Linked DNA regions of Gossypium arboreum: region 1 is linked to region 2. The links are chromatin contacts, called in public Hi-C maps. All regions are on one chromosome and are shown on one strand. Each heading gives the region's core, a stretch centred on a gene start, on an enhancer-like site or on the middle of the called end of the contact. The rest is flanking DNA. Distances are from core to core; before and after follow the strand shown.

The links. Hi-C and Micro-C count contacts between places; a contact is called where the count stands out from the background.
Region 1: a Hi-C map of leaf shows a contact between it and region 2, with 7 times the contacts expected there. The contact joins the promoter of LOC108465021 here to the promoter of LOC108465023 in region 2. A contact is called at or near these places in 3 of 5 Hi-C or Micro-C datasets (all in leaf).

The regions. Positions count from the first base shown.
Region 1 is chr11:28,363,489-28,369,041 of ASM2569848v2, reverse strand. It overlaps LOC108465021 (probable NAD(P)H dehydrogenase (quinone) FQR1-like 2), which reads right to left and starts at 2,687. Exons shown (of 2, transcript XM_017765323.2): 1 at 1,908-2,687; 2 at 413-945. The coding sequence starts at 2,464. The coding sequence ends at 717.
Region 2 is chr11:28,227,787-28,233,551 of ASM2569848v2, reverse strand. It overlaps LOC108465023 (G-box-binding factor 1), which reads left to right and starts at 2,918. Exons shown (of 12, transcript XM_017765324.2): 1 at 2,918-3,109; 2 at 4,442-4,575; 3 at 4,699-4,746; 4 at 4,875-4,964; 5 at 5,066-5,155; 6 at 5,259-5,416; 7 at 5,551-5,605; 8 at 5,725-5,765. The coding sequence starts at 4,516. It overlaps LOC108465028 (serine/threonine/tyrosine-protein kinase HT1-like), which reads left to right. Exons shown (of 6, transcript XM_017765329.2): 2 at 522-654; 3 at 1,028-1,223; 4 at 1,606-1,727; 5 at 1,824-1,979; 6 at 2,053-2,539. The coding sequence ends at 2,361.

The DNA of each region.
Region 1 (5,553 bases), core at 1,438-3,937, 140 kb before region 2:
CTTCGGAATAGAAGAGATACAAATGATCCGTTGTGAAAACACATGTGTAGTACCAAATTTTTTGCGGACCAGCCTAAAAATTTATTCGCCCCACGCTTACGCAAAGGGTGTCGTCGGGAGGGAAGAGATCGAGGCAATGGTAAAGAAAATATTTGATGAAGGGAGAAAAATAAGAGACAGAGTGAAAAGTTAAAACATAGTGCAGAGAAGGCTTGGATGAAGGGTGGATCTTCGTATAATGCACTTGCTGGATTGATGAAACGATGTCTGTTTTTGAATAACTAGAAGGCAGAAGCAGAAAAAATCACAAAAATTAGCAAATCTAAATCATTTACAGGGAAAAAAAAATCATGCACTTAGAGATTCGCAGACAGGTTGAGTATGCCAATTCATCTCATCTTTATCCACCAGAGACAGACAAATGAAATTTCTTTTATTAAATCAAAGCTTGTGGTGAATTACACAATGGAAATTATACAAACCAAAAATCCCGATGGCCACATATGATACATCTTATTTGATAAGACAAGACACAAGAAGATCAAATCATGTACATCTTTCTCAACTGAATGGAATTGACAAAAAGAAATGGTGAAATAAATACCAATATAAGTGACATCTCTCATGCTGAGAAATGGCAAGACCAAGGACAAATTCAAACACAATTCACCTAATGAACAATCAACAAAGTATGCGACCCTCAAGTGTGGGGAATGTCAAGCTTGACAAAGCCTCTTGACCACACCAGCCATGTACTTTCCCTGATGCTCTGCAAGCCCAAGCTCAGTTTCAGTTGGTTCTCTTGTGCCATCACCTGCATAAACTCCAGCACCGTACGGAGAACCTCCTCGTATGGAATCCATCTTGAACATACCAGCTCCAAAAGTGTAGCCAATAGGAACAAACAGCATTCCATGGTGTGCCAACTGCGTTATTGCCGTCCAACTGAACCAGAGGGAAGCACAAGAAATGCATAAATCTTCTTAAATATTTTAAATACTACATTGGTCAAGGACCAAAAAAAAAATCACAGGAAGAGATAATCCTGATGTACAAATTGTATGAAAGCTGATAAGTGATAAATTAGGACAAAAAGCGCCATGAATCCTCTGGAAATGCAGAGAGCATCTTGTATTGATAATAAACCAATAAAGTATAAAATACTGAAACACAAAAGAGAAGGAAACCAATAACACTATAGAAAGAAACATCCACTCAACATTTTCAAGCCTAAAAGGCTTCTATAGATCAGATTAAATTCTCATGTCAGACAAACTTCATCTTCCAGTGAGCATAAACATCGACATTAAAATCATCTACTTTAAATGGTAAAAACCTAGCCATGAGTAAAACTGGAAGCAATTGTCTTACGTTTTAATCTAAGCTAAGAGTTAAACCGTAGTTGTTTAAAATAAAACCTACAAATTAAAGGATTCAGCATACTTGTAATAGAAAGAACAAAGCCTCTGAAATGCAACCAAAACCATCCAACTTACGCAGATTCAAGATAAATCTTAGCACTTACAAGTAAACATAAATTTATAGGATAAGTTTACTATTATAGCCAACTTGTATCTTCATCTATTTGATCTCATGAGACATCTACCATAACTTGTAACCTCTGAGCTAAACGATAAACACTTTGTTCAACTCTAGATGTCAAACTAGGTAACATGAATCATCTACGAGGTATTTTCCATGATCCAACTTTCTTAGATTTCTCTTGTGAGATAACAAATTCAGGAAAGAACAAAGGTAAAGAGAAGGAAAACGACATTATTGATGAAAATTTCTCTGCTGATGTGGAGGGGTTTGGGGAGCAATGTATTATCTAAAGTAACCAAATTTATGGAAATTGTCGACCATTGCAACAAAAACAGAGAAAGTTAATCAAAATTCCAACTTACGCGGTGGCCTCTTGGCCGCCTCCTTGAGTTCCAGTACTAACAAAGAACCCAGCTGGCTTCCCGGCCAGAGTCTGCTCCTTCCAAAGCTGTCCACTGGAATCGAAAAACGCCTTCATCTGAGCCGCCATACAGCCAAACCTCGTCGGAAACCCAAACAGAACCCCATCCGCCTCCGCCAATTCCGCCGCTTTAATCTCTGGAACCTCGGGGTTTTTCGACGGCACCTTCATATGGTCCAGCACATCATCCGGGAGCGTCTCGGGAACCCGATAAAGAACCGCTTCTACACCTTCCACGCCGTCGACCCCTTTCTTCATCCGCTTGGCCAGTTTCTCCACGTGACCATACATGGAGTAGTAAACAATAAAGATTTTTAAAGTGGCGGTAACTGATTGCGCATTCGTAGAATTCACAGCTACACTGGCAGTTTCGTGAGTTTCTTCATCGGCTTCGATGGGTGCGTTGTTGGTGGCGGTAGTGGCAGTGGCAGTGGCAGAGCCTTCGGCAGAGGAAGGTTGTCTCTTTTTGCTTGGGACACAACCTCCGCCTTTGCCCATGGAGGATTAAGGGAAACTGGGAGTAGACTTATGGGCAAAAATAAAAGCTTGAGGATTAATGAAAAGGCTTAACCTTACTTTCTTTTTGTATTCAAACTCCAAACATAGATGAAGAAGAAGATTCGCTGTTTCGCACGCTTTTTTACCAACTTATAAATATAATATCTATTTGGCTTAAACATTCAAATGGTGCCCCAAGTTATTCACTATTATCACTTTCATACCTAAAAAGTTTTAGGATATTACTTGAAATTCACCACTTTTATCATCCCTGCATCTCAGCCGTTTATAGTATATGTACACTTATTTTTATTATTATAAATCTAATCTATGACTAATCTAAATTAGTATTCAACCACTCAATTGAGTTATAGTTTAGGAAGTTTTATGCATTTAGCCTTAAAATGTATTAATATTCTTTTTGACACAATTAATAATATCGTTTTATTTGGTTAAAATATGTCACAACTCCATGTATTTTTCAAAATTAGGAATTTAGTCTCTGTATTTATATTTCATGGAATTTAGTCCTTCTACTTTTCAAATTTTAAAATTCATGTCCAAATATTAACATTGTTAAATTTGTTATTGTGATATTTTTCAAATAAAAAAATGTTCACTTGGTGACCATGTAATTAAAAAATGACTTTATAATTAACTTGAATTTAACAAAAAAGTTAATGGTGTTACCAATTAGACCTGAATTTTAAAATCTAAAAAGTAGGGACATTAAATTCCATAAAATAAAAGTATAATGAATAAATTTCTAATTTTGAAAAGTAGAAAGACTTGCGGGGCATTTTAAGCTTTTCAATTTTGCAGAAATTAGGTGAGAAAAATAAATAGTTTTAGTTGTAGATTTAAAGACTTCGTAGTTCGACGCGTGTCTTGAATTTTTTTAAGTATAACGATGTTGTTTAATTTATTAATTTCGACAAATTTTAACTTTATAATAAGTTGGTGTAGGACTTATCCTCCAATCACATCACCATTGACTCGGAGTTGAGTTGAAGCTTTGCTTTTAAATGGTTGGATTTTAATTTTGATTACTTTTTTGTCACGTTAATCAAGATTGAGTGTATCATGTTCATTAAAAAAAAAAAAAGAACAAATGAAATCACCTACTCTTTTGTCTATAAAATATTTTAGGTTAAAATACATCCATATTTCAGTAAATTTAGTCCCGATTTCAAATTTTAGATATAATTATTAATACTATTAAAATTATTTTATTAAATTAAAGTTCATTACAGTATCTCTTTTAATTATATTGCTACTAAATAGGTATTTCTTTTATTTTAAAATTTCACTCCAATGAATTTAAAAGAAAAAATTTAACTGCTTAATAATTGGATCTAAATTTTAAAAAGAAGTAAAAGACTAAATTCCTACAAATAAAAGTACAGAGATTAAATTCTAAATTTATAAAGAATACAAGAACATATGACATATTTTAACAATAAAATTTATCGTTAATTAATGAAAATAAATTATATGAGATTGGTTTAGTTGTTTAATATAAAAATTCACGATATAAATATATAACAATATCCAACTTTAGTTGTAATTATACTTTTTGTTAAAATACACCATAAGTCTTGTTCATAAATTTTGAATTACTTTTCAAATTTTAAAATAGAATTTAATTGTTAATATTATTAAAATTATTTTGTTAAATTCAAGTTTATTACAACATTGTTATTTTAGTTACCGACTATTAAATAAGTTTTTTTATTTCAAAATGTTACACCAACAAATTTAACGAAAGAATTTTTAAAGGTATTAATAATTGGACCTGAAATTTGAACTTTAAAAAATTGAGTGACTAAATTTTTTAAAACAAAAGTACAGGGATTAAATTCTAAATTTGTGAAGAGTTTAAGGATTGATGGAATATTTAATCCAATTTTGTCCATCAACAATCTCAGTTTTCTAAGTTATGATTATAATTAGTGTTGTACGAATAACAATAATCATAAATAACATTAAGTTTCTGTTTTCATACAATCAGAAACAACTTTAGTTAAAGTTGGATATGAAAACCAATATAAGAAAAAGTACAACTTCCCTACGGATTTAATACCAATTGGACATAACCAAACTTGAGTCAAACACAAAAACCTAATATTAGGTCCTATATTTGTAAGGGCTGTGACTTGTGTGATTATTACTAAATAATGCCCCTTCCTTTTATGAGAGAACTTCACCCGACCCTATTGAAGTCTCTTAACCACAGCAGCCCCAGGAAGGTTAACTAGGCAACGGTCCATTGCCCCCCAACACTAAATTATATCTAAGGTTCGAGTAGTTGGTTGAGGCTTGACTATTGAGACTGCGATTTAAGTCAAGATAATGAGTTGCTCTCTTATTCATATCCATCAACTCTCATCTGCCCATTCTCAATGCAATTAATTTCAGTTTTCCAAAACTTTCCAAAAGTTTTATTCTACAACATAATTAAATTATATATATTTTTAAAACTACAAGCTGTGTTCGAACACAATATACCAACCTGAGCTATCATCAATCCATGTATTATTAAGAATTGTTAATCCAATATTTGATCGATGACTAAATTAATCGATTTATCCAACTTAAAATAGAATAGAGAGGGAATAATATGAGTGGTTGGAGTGTAGAAAAAAATTGGTTCTAAAATGAGAGAAAGATCCTCTCCTCTCCATCTTTCTCACATGAAAAAGGCCTTAGTAGAACCCGCGTAATGATGTGTGTAGAGTAGTTATAGAGTGAATTGGTGTGATAGGATAGATATTATGTACAATAAAAATATAAAGTATGATGGATGAGACTTTATAGAGTTATTGGTTAAAGTGGAGGTATTGCTTGAGCACTTAAATTCATATCTCATCATGTGCAATTACAATATGTAAGTCTCTAGTTTTAACTTGTGCATATGCCATAAATGAGTTTTGTTCAGTTTTTTGTCTACTATACTTTATAATAGTTTAATTTTGTGTTATAATTTTTCAAATATATTTGTATTTGTAGTATACATTTTTATAATAGTAAAAGAGGTATGGTAAGAAATTTATAAAAATAAAGCCCATGCAATTAGCAAGTGCAGAAAT
Region 2 (5,765 bases), core at 1,669-4,168:
GCCACGTGTATGTGAACTGCAGTGGAATTGCATAGTTGACGTTTAAAGGACTCATCATCCAATCGATTATGATTAAATGCTAGTTGACAGGACATCCTTGGATATAGTGTCAAATTTCCTCAGCAGCCGGTTGTATGTCAATATCAAACAATATCGTTTATGTTTTATGTCGAATTCAATGAAGTTGAACTCCCTCGATGCTATCTTGTTTTGATATTGTTTGCGTGCTAAAGCAGCCTCTCTATTATGGATGCTGTGGTAAATGAATTCCTCATTGCCCTGTATTTTAACAGTTATGCATGAGAAAAGAGGCAAAGTTTATTTGTTTCCGATTACAAAACAATACCTTTGTGCCCATGCTTAGTAATTCTGCAATATTATGTTTAACATTGTGCAAATTTGATTGGATGCTTGCTCTTAATGTGGTGTTCTAGAAGGCTATACTGCTGCAATAAATTTCAATTTTCTGTTAACGAATAATTTGGATCCGTGACACTGATGGTTACTTCATTTTGTTCAAGCTACAAATCCAAACCTGTTGCTGTGAAGATGATTCAGCCAAGTAATCCATCAGCTGTAATTCGCGAGCATAAGGAGAAATTTCAGAGGGAGGTTTTCCTGCTGTCTAGGATGGACCATGAAAATGTTGTAAAGGTTTTTAAAAACTTACCCTTTACCTCTTTTAGTGTATGTCTAATTTTACCTTTTCACCTTCACTCTCTTCCATTTCAAGCTCCCAACAGCCAGCAACGTGTGATTAAGTTTTAGTATTACGGTTTGCTAGTATATTGCCGTATCCTCCTCACTAGCCAACCTGCTAACAGGCTTCATAAGCAAACTAAGTTGTTGGATTTGGTTTGAGGATACTGTCTCCCTGCATGTCAATGATATAGCCATCTATGGAAGATGTTCATACGGCACTCTGATATTTGTGGCTATTTTAACTTACATTATTCTCTGAAACTGCTATTCATATTTGCATTAAATTACCTTGTCCTTCTAATTCAGATATGTTTTGCTGAAGCAGTTTGTTGGCTGTTCCCTGGAGCCGACTATGATGATAGTTACTGAACTCATGAAAGGTGATACACTTCAGAGGTATCTGTGGAACATGCGCCCCAAGCGTCTTGAACTGGATTTTGCTTTACGTCTTGCATTGGGTATTTCCCGAGCTATGGAATACCTGCATGCCAATGGCATTATTCATCGTGATCTGAAGCCAAGTAATTCATTCTATTCTCATCTCAATATTCTAGTTGCTGCTATTTGGTAAACAGTTAATGATATGCTTATTCTTTCACTTGCTTGCACTGACCAAGACTTAAGATACAGCAAAATTTCATGTTTTCCTGAACAGATATGATAAACTGACTATGCTAGTAATGTCAGGTGACCAAACAAAGTATAGATTGTGCTGGAACGGAAAGTTTTCGCTGATATGCATTAAAATGCCTAAGGACTTTAGAAGCTGATACTAAGCATTTAGACATTGCAGTACTTTTTTATTGTGATTGACTTCATCAACAGACAAACACCTCAACATTGAGTGAAAATATTATGCCAGAAGACAGTCTGTTTCTTATATATCCTTTAATCTCATGACAGGCAATTTACTTCTCTCCGAGGATAGAACGTGCATCAAGCTGGCTGACTTTGGACTAGCTAGAGAGGAAGTATTGGGTGGAATGACCTGTGAGGCTGGTACTTACCGGTGGATGGCTCCTGAGGTGCTTTTCTTATAATGGTTCTAAATTAATCTAGTAGTGGCTTATCTTCCTAGTTTTCTGGTAATGCCTAACTTGTTTTTCTTTTATCCAAATTAGATATACAGCAGAGATCCACTCCCAATCGGAGCAAAGAAACACTATGACCACAAAGTCGATGTGTACAGTTTCTCAATTGTTCTTTGGGAGATACTGACGAACAAAGCTCCATTCAAGGGAAGGGATAATGTAACAGCGGCATATGCAGCGGCAAAGGCAAGCTGAACTTTCATTTCTCATGTCAATAATTTTTAACAATTTCTAACTATATCCCTTTTGCAATCCTCAGAACGAAAGGCCTTCTGTGGAAGGTCTTCCAACAGAGATTGTATCTCTCCTGCAGTCCTGTTGGGCAGAGGACCCGAAGATTCGACCAGAATTTAAGGAAATCACTGCCTCTCTTACCAACTTCCTCCGCAACTGTAGCCCACCAGAGACTACACCTCCTAAGCAAATGGAAATTGATCGTTCCGGAAGCCATGCAGAGGAAGAGTCAGTCGATACCGGGCATGTTACAAATAAGTGTAACGACAAGGGGAGGAAATCGAAGTCTTATACCTCATTCTTCATCTGCTTCGATGATTGCTTATCGAATTGATCAGGCAGGATGATGGCTTATCATGTTTTGGGTACAAAATGTACATGAATGGCTTATGCCCTTCTTTCAGTAAACATAAACTTCACAGAACTGTCAATTGGACATCAATGCTTTTTATATATATACACCTCAGAAACAGTCAAAGATATAATTAAATATACATAAAGCTTTTATCAAAGTTTTTGTCTTTTGTTTCAAGAGATGTACTTATTTCGTGAATGGGAAGCGTGGTTGGGCTTAGTCCGGCTGAGAGAGGGACCAATTTCCATCTGCTAAATGGTGAAACCAGCAGGAACCATGCCCCATCAAGTACGGCTAAATTAATAAAAAATAAAAGCCTGAAAGCCAATAAGAATGAAGTCAAAGGCGGTGCGATATAAATGGATAATGTTTCAGTGACGTGGAAGCCACACAAGCCTATACGGATAATAACCTTAAGACCAAAAAGAAAAAAGTTCAAACCTAAACGATGTAGTTTCGCTATAAAACTTGACACCCCCCTTTCTCTTCTCTTTCTTTTTCTTTCCTTCCAAACTAAACAAAGAACATTGTACTTCAATTTCTCGTACGATTTTTTTATTCTTTATTCTCAGCCGTCGGATAAGGAAATATAAGAAGCAAAAAAAAAAAAATATTGTTTATACAAATAAATGTCTTTCTCTTGGTAATATCCCCTTTTTATTTATTTATTTAAAGTGTTTCCACTTGGACTTCCTCCTTACTACCCTTTTCAACGCCATGAAAGCAGGTCTTTCTTTCTTCTTTCTTCTTCTTCTTCTTCTTCTTCTTCTTAATATTGTGTTTTTTATAAGTAATGTTAAAAGCGTTTAGAAGCTAAATTTCTTTCCTTCTATTTCTGTTCATTTATGCCATTAATAAATTTGTTTCAGGATTTCTTTCTTTTTCTCTTATCTCTTGTTTTTTTTTTTTAAACTTTGATTTATCAGTTGGATTAGTATTACTTACTCGTTCTTCTCTCAACTTTTATCTTTATATTGTTTCTTTTAAGTTTTGCCTGTGTTATGCCTATGGGAAATCGTGTGGTTTTGGCTTGAAGATTAAAATTAGCTTTTACTATTTTGGGAAAAAACAAAAAAAACCCAGTTCTTTAGCATATTCATCAGTAAGAAACTAAGAATCCATTCACTGATAATGTATGTTCTCTTCTTCTTTCTTTTTTTTTCTAACATGTGGAGAAGGTGTATGGATTCCAGCTGTAATACGACAATTGCTGGTCAACGTTAGGTTTTTACTATAATCTGCATGAAGAATTAAGAGGGCTAATTGTTGACTAGCTTTAGCTGTGGTCTATTTAAAACAGATACCGCCAATTTCTACTGATTTTTCTTTTTCTTTTTCCTTCTAATTTTTTGTTTAATATGGGAATTGTTGAAAAAGTCGGATTTTTCCTTTTGTAGGGAACAAATTGGAGTTAATTAACAAATTATTAGAATTAAAGAATTACTTTATATTTCAAGGTTGTCGCTTTATGGAAACGATTGATACTCTACCTCTATTTTGCATATGGCTAAATTAGCTACAAACATGATGCTTTCCTCTGAGTGCTTCACTTGTTAGGACAAGAATGTGTGATTTGTCTTTAAGTTAGTTTATATGGAAGTGTAAATTAACAACCTAATTTGTATCATTTTGTATTTATTCGCTGCTGGAGATGTGACCAAGATAACAGAAGATCTTTAAAAAGTAACAAGTTTATTTCTAGATTTTAGCTTTCTTTAAATGGTTTTTAAGTTATTTTGAAACTGTTGTAATTTGTTTTCAATATTTTAGGGTAAGTTTTGTCTTTTTGTTGGATCATGTGAGTGTTGTTTACAATGTTGCGGAGCATTGAGTCCGGTTCGATTATTTTTCTCATTGTAGTCCATTCATGATAATATGCTGCCTGAAATCTATTTAGATTTATGCTCCATGGGCTCATAAATGATGTTCCTACATATTCCCGATAGCTAGTTATAGTTTCCCATTTTTCTCCCCCTCCTTGTTAGTTGTGTCATTGGTAGATAATTTCTTGTGATCTCTCATCTCTGATATACTTGTTTACTTGGTTTTGGATTCACAGGTGCTTCATAAAAGTCATTGACGATCAAATTTTATTTTAAAATTGCTGAAATTAAGAAGTTTGCCAAAGTGGTTATGGGAACAGAAGAAGAGAGCTCACCTGCCAAGCATTCTAAACCTACTGCTTCAGCTCAGGTATATCATTCTTGCCTTATCTCCACCCAAAGAAAAGAACAAATAATGTGCCCATATCATTCATGTTCTCTCATCACTAGCAAGCGGTTGAGCTTTACTGATTTTTCTACTTTTTACTTATAGGAGATGCCTACGACACCTGCATATCCTGATTGGTCAAGCCAGATGCAGGTTTGTATAGTACATAAGTCTTATGGTTTGTCTTATTTTTCAACTGTTGATCACATTGATGAAGTTTACTAAAAATGTCTTTGTCCTGTAAATAATTGTTAGAGCTTACAACTCATCTTCTTGTTTAGGCTTATTATGGTGCCGGAGCTACTCCACCTCCCTTTTTTGCCTCAACTGTTGCTTCAACAACTCCGCATCCATATATATGGGGAGGCCAGGTGATTCCTCTTTTAAAATCACTATTGCCTAATCATTTGTTTCTTTCAATGTTTGATTCAAGTAAGGTTCTTACTTTTCTTTTCTGTTGATTATCTTTCAGCATCCTTTAATGCCTCCATACGGCACCCCAGTTCCGTATCCAGTTATATATCCTCCAGGGGGAGTATATGCACATCCTAATATGGCCATCGTAATATTAGATTTTTTTCTTTCTTTATGTGTTTTCCTCTTGCAGTATATTCCCAGTTGTTCATAAAATAAATTCCCTTTCCTCATGGCAATTTTTTCTATAGGCTCCAAGTTCTGCACCAAATAATGCTGACCATGAAGAGAAGAGTGCTGATGACAAGGATCGAGGTGCCACCAAAAAATCCAAGGGAACTTCAGGAAGCAAGGTTGAAGAGAGTGGAAAGGCAGCTTCCGGATCTGGAAAAGATGGCGGTTCTCAAAGGTGTACTAGACTTTTGATGTTCCAATCTTTCCTCAAACAATTTTCACATTCACTCTCAACACGGATTTTGATTAAAGAATTTTCTTTGATTTTTTTGTACATGCCTTTCCTAATTTCAATCGCTTTCTTAACAGTGGTGAAAGTGGCAGTGAGGGTACAGCAGATGGAAGCGATGAGAATAATCAACAAGTATGTGCGTAATTGTCATTTTTTAGTTGTCATCAACGGCACGGATGATTTACTGGCTAGCATGTTAATATGATGAATTGTTCTTTCTAGTAATTATGTGCCCTTCTTTTTCTCTTTAGGAACCTGCTGCTGCGAAAAAGGGAAGCTTTGGACAGATGCT